2 separate regions of the Podarcis muralis genome follow, and region 1 is linked to region 2. Evidence: chromatin contacts called from public Hi-C data. All regions are on one chromosome and are shown on one strand. Each heading gives the region's core, a stretch centred on a gene start, on an enhancer-like site or on the middle of the called end of the contact. The rest is flanking DNA. Distances are from core to core; before and after follow the strand shown. Region 1 holds the start of BRD10 (bromodomain containing 10). Region 2 holds the start of KDM4C (lysine demethylase 4C).

Region 1 (4,546 bases), core at 671-3,170, 140 kb before region 2:
GACTCAGGGAATTGGGTTTAAAGAAACCTAAACCCTTTAACCTCCCTTTTTAGAAATTAAAACAATTAACAGATATTGTCTATTTGGAAGTAATATTGTCATTTACTCTAAGTATACATGCTACAAAAAAGGTAACATGCTGCTAAAAATGAAAACAAATGCTTTCAGTACATGTTAACAACCAAACACATACATGTTTACTAAGAAGTTTCTCTTTATTCCAATGGAACTTACTTCCAGGTAACTGTGCACATGTTAGGCATGATCCTATACATACTAGCCCTGGAGCAATCTCACTGAATTCAATAGAAGTTACTACTAAGCATTCATCCACAAGTCTGCACTACAAGTAGATTATCACCTTGAATGAGTTTGTGCCAAAGATTTGCAGCACCATCTTAAACATGTTTACGGGTAAGGAAGCCCACCGAGTGCAATGGTACTTACTTCCTACTAAACGTCCTTAGGACTGTAGCCACAGAAATATAGGTAATACATTAAAGAATAGATTTCTACGTGAATTGTGGCAATACATAACATTTCACAAGAAGGACAACTCTACACTTTCCTTTTCGGTGTTCCTTAAGAGTCAGTGTGGTATACAGTCAGAGGTTAGAGTGCTGGGCTAGGACTTGAGAGACCTGGGTTCAAACCCTCCCTCAGTGGCTAAAGTACTCCCAACACTAGCCTACCTCACGGGGTTGTTGTGAGGATAAAATAGGGAGAAGGCTGAGCTCCTAAGGAGTGAAACTGATGACAACAACCCAGACAGGAAGAAGCTCGGCCCATCACCATCACACCTTACCGAGACAGCAGCGCCAGCTTCTGCTCCAGCATCATCTCCAACTTCTGGGCCTGCTTGGAGAGCCAGTGATCCACCCCGTGCAGCCGGTAGCACGTCTCTAGCATCAGCCGGAAATCGGCCACGAAATCCGCGATCCCTTTGTACTGGCCGGAGGAAAACTTCTCTTCCATCTTCAGCAACCACATCCCAGAGAGTGGCGGTGGAGGATCTTGGCTGGACGGATCCTGGGAAGAAGAAGAGGAGGAGGAGGAGCCGGCCGATCCACTTTGCAGCCCCCCTTCAGCCTCCTGCTGGCTTCCTCCTCCGAAAGGTCTCAGGAAAGGAGCTGTCAGGGGCCGGTGCTTTTCCAGCAGGAACTCGCTCAGGATCCGGCGCGCCTGCTGCAGCTCCGGGCTCAGGCTCTGCTCCCAGCCGCCGCCGGCCCCTTCTCCTCCGGCCGCTTCTTGGAGCGGGCACCCAACCGGCGCCGGGTCCGCTGCAGCTACGTCCTCCGGAGGCTCCATGCCGCCTTCCTCTTCTTCTTCCTCCTCGCCGCCGCCTTCCTCCTCCTCCTCCTCTTGGCCCTCGGGCTGCGCCAGGTTCATGCCCCGATGCCGCCGGCCCTGACGCCGAGGCTGCCGGCGACGGGCATCCGACGGGCTCCCCGCTTCTCCTCGCTTAGGCCGGCCGCCGCCGCTACTCTGTGCCCGGCATGAAGCCCCTCACGGCGGGGTATATACAGGGCTGTCCACCTGTGGCGGCAGGTGGCGGCAGCAGCAGCCGCGCTCCCCGGCCTCGGACCCCGGAGAGGAGAAGAAGGAAGACGGCTGGGGAAGCCGCCGCCGACACCGCCCCCCTCTTGCCCGGCGTGCGGGACCTGCTGCCGGGCTGCCCCCTTCCGCTAGAAGCCGGCGGAGGCGAGGCCTGCTGGTTCCCCTCACGGCGCTCGAGCGCCCGCGGCGTTCGCTGAGGGACGCGGCCGAAGCCGGTCGCGCTGTCAGTTAAGCGGGAGCGGGGAGGGGGGGGGGCTGCTGCTGCTGCGGCTGCCAGACCTGAGCTGTCCCCTCCCCCCCGCCACAGACAAGAGGCAGAAAGGGTGGGGGAAAGGGAAAAAGAGTGGCCTCTTGAGGAAACTGCGCATGCGTGGCGGAGCCAGGCTGCGCGTTTTGTTTTGGACGCCAGCTGCGGGGTTTTCGTCATCAAGGAGCGACGGGAAGGGAGGGGAGGGGGCGGGCAGGTAGGCAGGCGGTAGAGTAGCACTGCGCATGTCCGCTCAGGGTCATTTAAAGGGAGCTCACGGAGAAGCTGCTGGGCTCGTCATACGTGTATTAAGATTCAGTTGGAAAATGCAACAAAGATCTCTTCGTCAGGGGTGGCATGCGGCTGGTTGTTTTGGGGGCTGAGTTCCAATAGTCTCTCTGCAATTTCGGAGGTGTGCCGTCTTCAATGGTTGGGTGGAGGGAGCGGCATTTGTCATCAAAGCCCGTCGACTTGGGATTTTCGGTTTTTTTTGCATCCATTGCAGTCTTGCGATGGGGAGAAATGGGGGGCAGACTCACGTTGCGTTTGCGGGAAGGTTTTGAGGAATGTGCAGAAGTGTGTTGTTTTTGGGAGCGCGATTAGCTCCTTGTCCAGTAGGTGGTGGTCGCAGCTTTGTGCAGCTTTGCCACGCAGTATTAGATTATTCACTCATGTTTCAAGACTTTCTTGGCAGAAAACCCCATTGATATCGGTAGGATGTCTTCAGAGTAGACGCTATTAGGATTGTGGTGGCAGTGGAAGAGTTATTTATGCCGGGAACTGAAAGATGTATCAGTGTAGTCCATATCAGATTTAGTGTTTAGCTGAATATGTTTATTTAGAGGTAAAAAGGTGTGGGTTAAACCACAGAACCTAAGACTTGCCGATCAGAAGGTCGATGGTTCGAATCCCCACAACGGGGTGTGCTCCCGTTGCTTGCTCCCTGCTCCTGCCAACCTAGCAGTTCGAAAGCACATTAAAGTGCAAGTAGATAAATAGGTACTGCTCCAACAGGAAGGTAAACGGCGTTTCCGTGTGCTGCTCTGGTTCGCCAGAAGCAGCTTAGTCATGCTGGCCACATGACCCAGAAGCTGTACACCGGCTCCCTCGGTCAATAAAGCAAGATGAGTGCCGCAACCCCAGAGTTGGTCACGACTGGACCTAATGGTCAGGTGTCCCTTTACCCTTTACCTTTAAAAAGGTAAAGGACCCCTAACCGTTAAGTCCAGTCATGAATGACTCTGGGGTTGCAGCGCTCATCTCGCTTTACTGACCGAGGGAGCCGATGTTTGTCCACAGACAGTTTTTCCGGGTCATGTGGCCAGCATGACTAAGCCGCTTCTGGCGAAACCAGAGCAGCGCATGGAAACGTCGTTTACCTTCCCGCCGGAGCGGTACCTATTTATCTACTTGCACTTTGACATGCTTTCGAACTGCTAGGTTTGAATAGCAGCTATTTTTCTAGAAAAGGAGGTGCTGGTACTCCCTATGAATCCCTCCCTCGTTCACATAGAATGGCAGTGTTGCTCGCCTGAGAGGTGCCGGAACTGAGTTCCATTGAGCTCCTGCTGAAGAAATGCCCTGGGTAGTAGGCTGCAAAGAATCATAAAACTTAAACTCCTTTCATATAAGTGTATCAGCACACACTCCACCCTAGCTTTGCTACATGTAACAATACATAATATTGTATGTTAACTGCTCCACAACTTTTATTTGTTTATCCGAATTCTTGCCCACTTTCAGTAAAACCTCAAATCAATATTTATTTTTAAAATTTTCTACCCTGCCCCTCCTCCCAAAGGAAGTGGAGAATGGTAAACACCAAAAAAGGGGACGGCACAGTTTTCAACTACATTATGAATGTTCAGATATGCTCACAACTAAGCTTGGCGTAAAAAACCCTTATTAAATTTGGGTGAGAATCAAGAGCAGCACAATTAAAGCCTGACAGAATAACAAACTAAAGGTGCCTGTAAAAAAAGGGGGGTTCTTTAGTTGGAAGCAAAATCTCATAATGGTTGTCGTATCTGAAGGGTTGGGTGCACCCATAAAGGGGAATCCATAACAGTTTCCTATACACCTAGAATATCCTATGTTTGACATTCTGGTCTGCCAGTATTTATGGTTGCCCTTGAACCTACCTCTCTTAAGTCTTCCCCATGTGCTAGAGGACTTGGAGAAGTGGGTGATCGTTCTCACTTTGTTGGTCTTTGCAAAAGACAAAGTGTGTGCTAATATAAAGCCATTGGGGCAGTCACTGGGAGACTCGGAGCATGGTGTCATTATATTGATGATGCTCAGTTCTATTTATCTGTTACATCTGAATCAAGTAAGGTCATGTGGGTCCTAGACCAGTTTCAGATTACAATGGGAGGCTAGATAAGGCCCAAAAAACTTGAACTCAATTCCAGGAAGAGACCCTGTTTGCAAGTGGTTGTCAGATCCAGGAATTGATTTATCATTTGTTCTGGGTGAGGTTGCACTCTCCTTGAAATAATGGATTTGCTAGTATCACTGGAGGACACACTCTCTTATATGCACACGCACACACACACACACACACACACACACACACACACACACAGCTCTATACAAAGTTGATGACACCCTTTAAGTTGAAGACACTCTTTGAGCTAGGATCTAAGTAATAAAAGCTGACCTTAAATGTGGGATTAATTACAGTTGAAGGAAAATTGCCCAGAGAACTCGAGCAAGTTCTGTGATTAAACTCTGTTTGCGTCA
Region 2 (4,102 bases), core at 126-2,625:
AGTCACAGACCAGAAATATGGAGATATACAGCAATAGAGAACATGTAAATATACATAGGTTAAAATCATAAGCTCTATAAGTTTATCAGAGTTTTATCAGAGTAAATAACACAGATACGAAACAATTAAAATATGCAACTGACAACCTTAACCGCTAATTCAAAATATGTGTGTTAAGACATTGGCCATTAGAGTCATTCGGAGCTTGTCTCCTTAGTTTTATAGCGGCAGCACAGAATGTGGCCACTTTTAAGGGAATCTCTGGCTCCCTGTCCCTTCTATTAGACATTTTAAGCAGCTGTCACCAGATCTGCTTAGGGTCCGTTGCATGCCTGGAGCGGAAAGCAGCGAATGTTATGTCCCCATAGTAATGACAATATTGACAGGGCAGGAGTAACAGTTTCAACTTTCTTCAAAGCACGTGGGAATATGGTTTACCTCCAATTCTGCCTTGCGGATTATTTATTTATTGAGTGGTTTATATACAAGGTGATTCATAATGAAGTATAGAGTTTCCATTTATAGCGAATGGAAACTGTATACTATATTATGACTCACCCTGTATATAATATGTGTGTATAATATTTTGAATGTTTTATGTAGTTTTTCAGTTTCATTGTTCTGCATGGGACAATGACAATAAAGATATCGTCTATGTATCGTATATATCGTGTGTGTGTTGGAAGCCGGCCTAGAGCGACTGGGCCAGGTGAGTTTCGTGCTCCTTTCTTACCTGCCTCCCCTATAGCCTCCCCATCAGCTCTGCCCGGCCTCTCACCTCCAGCTAACCGGGCGAGGGCCCCCTTCTTCTCCCCGCCACCGGCCGCCTCAGCTGCCGCGCGCTGCGCCTCACGCCGGTTCAGCCAAACCGAACTGGCGGCTACAGCGGCACCTCACGAATCCCGCACGCATGCGCACAGCCTCTTGCTGCCAAACAGGAGCTCGCGCTCCCTTGCCTCGGAGTCTTGAAGGTCTGCCGCGTTGTTAACCCTCTCGCGGCTGCGGGGGGAATGAGGAGGAGGAAACCATCGCGGGGGGGGGGATCTCTGAGGTGGGAGAGGGAAACAACAACGACGACGACGACGTCGTGCGCCCAGCATAGAGCCGCCAACTCTTGTTGTGGGGGAAACACACCCACCCCACGTGGCGACCCCACGACGTCCACCACCACTGGCTTTCCCTTCCGCACTCCACCCCTCTCCCACCCCCGCCTAATTCCCCGCCTCATCCTCCTCAAGTCGCGAGTCTCCTTCGGTCACGTGGCCTCCGAGGCAGGAAACCCCGCCGCCGCCGCGTTCTGGCGTCACGTGACGCCACAGCGTTTGCTCGCGGCGGACGAGAAAGAGCAGAAGAAGAAAAAAAAAGTGGGTGGGAAGGTGTGGGAGGAGGAGGAAGCCCTTCGCCGACAGAGGTGCGCGTGCGCGGCCCGTAGCTGTCATTCCGCGTACATTAGAACAACAAGTCCCCACCAAAACGAGGAAAAAGGGGAGGGGAGGGGAGGGGAGGGGGGGGGACGAGCGCGAGCCAGCGCGCGCGCGCGCAAAGAGTTGCCGCCGCGGTCGGAAGCTTTCCGAGGAAGTGCGGTGAGGTCTTAGCAGCAGCAGCAGCAGCAGCAGCAGGAGGGCTCCTCGCTTCCAACCCCCCTCCCTTCCCTCTCCCGCGCTGTTAACCCCCTCGTGCCCGGCGAACCAAGGCGAGGCGAGGCGGCGTCGGCGCCTGAGGCGGAGGAGGGAAAAGGTATATCCGGGCATGGCGGGTGGTGGTGGATAGGAGGGACGGGGAGGGGTTTGCCGTGCGTCTCGTGAGGGGAGTAACAGGTGGAGAGAGGGGCGGAGGGCGGGGGGGGGGGTCTCCGGAGGATGGGCTGCCGGGGGTGGGGCCCTGGGAGGAAGAAGGTGTCTCCGGAGGCCCTGAGGGAAGGAGGCTTTGCTGTGGCAGCTGAGCGCCTTGAGGGGCAGGGAAAGGTGGGCAGCGCAGCGCCGAGGGCCGGTGTTGTGAGGGGGGGAAATATTTGGGGGTTGGGTGGAGGTCGCCGTGGGGCCTGGCAGGAGGGTGGGCCGGGGGGGCCTCTGAGGGAAAGGTGCTGCTCCAGGCAGTGGGGCGAATGGCTGGCCCCACTGCCTGGAGCAGGGGGTTGGACTCGATGGCCCTTGTGGTCTATTCCAACTCTATGATTCTATGGCCAAGAGGGCGACGACGGGCCCTTCTTCCATGGCCAAAGTTGGCTCTGGCAGGGTTGAGGCGCTTGGTGTCCCTGTGGATGGGGGAGGAAAAATAAGAATAAAAATAACACCGAACAAAATGCTGGGAAATGCCCGCTTGGGTAGGAAGGGACAGCAGCAAACAGCAGGTTTCGTTTCCTTGGGACTTGAGAGTCTATGGCCGCCACACACAGGAAAGCCAACCCTTTTGAGGTGCAGCTGGCTCTTTCGCCCTGGGTTTCAGTTTAAAAGAAAAACAACAACAACAAAAAGAAACATATCACGGTGTTTACTTTTAGATTGCATTCCTGGAATAATGAAAGTACTGAGTCATCTATAGGCTTCCTCCAAGGGTCATGTGTAAGCTGCCAGAACTGGGTGACCACAGCTGTTGTTACACTTGACTTTGCAAGAAGTTTCCAGATGTGTCTCTCATGCGAAATGTTTGCGGGTTCCTTATTGGTTTTGAAATGTTTGGTGTTGTAAAATCTCGTACTGTAATTCTCAGAAACTGAGAAATGTAAAAAACCTTAAAAAACCCCCCACCTTTTGTTCCCCACTCCTTGCTTGAAAGTTATCATACGCTAAACTAGTAGCAAGGCATCTCCTGTGTAGCTGTATCAGAGTATGATAATTGATTGTTATCTAGTGATGTCCCCCAACAGTAGCTGAAGCTCATGTTGTGTAACCAGAATGTGGTCTGTTGCTATATTATTGAAACAGCAGTCATGGCATAATCAACATAAACCGCATAATGGCTAACCATTGAACTTTCAGTGAGCCTTTTTAGTTTGTGAATGTACAAAGTTTTGTACATTATAATCCACAATATTTGATGCCACAATCTATTAAACTTAAAAGTGTCACGAGACTTGTTTGTTAGGACATTTCCAAACTCTCTTTATACACGTTGTCACCTGACTGATGCAAATAATCCCTTGTCCAGGTGTATTCTCAGTTCTCAAGATGCAGTCCTTTGCTTCTGCAGAATTGTGTAGCTCCACCCCTATTCCACCCATTCCTGGACTGCAATTTAATAGTCTGAGAACTCTCCCACTCAAAACAGTGGAGTGCATATAAGACCGACAAAAGTAAAAAACTCCAGCAAAAGTTTTTGTTTAAAAAAAACTTCCGTTAATATAGATATATATATTTATATGTTTCTTTGGAGCTTGCATTTTCCAAAAAATATGCTAAACTCAAATTTTAAAGAAAATTGTGAGCAAACTGCTACATTTTTCTCTTCCTCTGCAATTCTAGTTCCCGTGTATTGTATCATGCTATCATGCGACTGGCAGGTGCCAAGAATGAAATCTAGATGCAGTTTTATCAGTAAGAAGGCTGAGGCAGTCACCTTAGGTAGCTTATTTTTGGTGCCATTAAGGGTGGCAGAATGAGAGGGAGACAAATCTGTTCCTCGGGCACAATTCACTCTACAAGTCTTGATGAAATGGAGAAAGGTGTGCAGCAGTATGTTCATGAGTGCGCTTGGGAGTGTTGTTTGGATCTTCTGCCTCAGGCATGGGTCAGCCCTGATAAAATCCAGGTTCAACCCTTCAGATAATGTACAAGCTCAGTCAGAAACAGTGTTTCTACTTATTTATGAAAATTGAGCTGGTGTGAATTGAGCATCACTCTCTTTCTGCAGGGTGAGGGTTTTGGTGTATTGCTTTTTACAAGGACGAAGGCAATGTGTTTTCCTTTTGCTAATCCATCCACCGGTGGGCCCCTGGGAGTGGTGAAATGCTCTTTCTTTGCTTGCTTTATGTGGGTCATGTAGATCTGAAACCTTGCATATGAAGTCACAGTTATGCCAGTCAATGTCTCTATTATCATTCTGTTACCTAAATGTTTTAGAAAATAGTATTATTTTAGAAGCATGGGGCACATTTGCAAGGGAA

Evidence for each region. Hi-C and Micro-C count contacts between places; a contact is called where the count stands out from the background.
Region 1: a contact with region 2 is called in a Hi-C map of tail, with 4 times the contacts expected there. The contact joins the promoter of BRD10 here to the promoter of KDM4C in region 2. A contact is called at or near these places in 2 of 3 Hi-C or Micro-C datasets (blood and tail).

What each region holds. Positions count from the first base shown.
Region 1 is chr17:21,859,090-21,863,635 of rPodMur119.hap1.1, reverse strand. It overlaps BRD10 (bromodomain containing 10), which reads right to left and starts at 1,920. Exons shown (of 7, transcript XM_028711567.2): 1 at 806-1,920. The coding sequence starts at 1,389.
Region 2 is chr17:21,720,069-21,724,170 of rPodMur119.hap1.1, reverse strand. KDM4C (lysine demethylase 4C) reads left to right here and starts at 1,375. Exons shown (of 24, transcript XM_077921529.1): 1 at 1,375-1,737.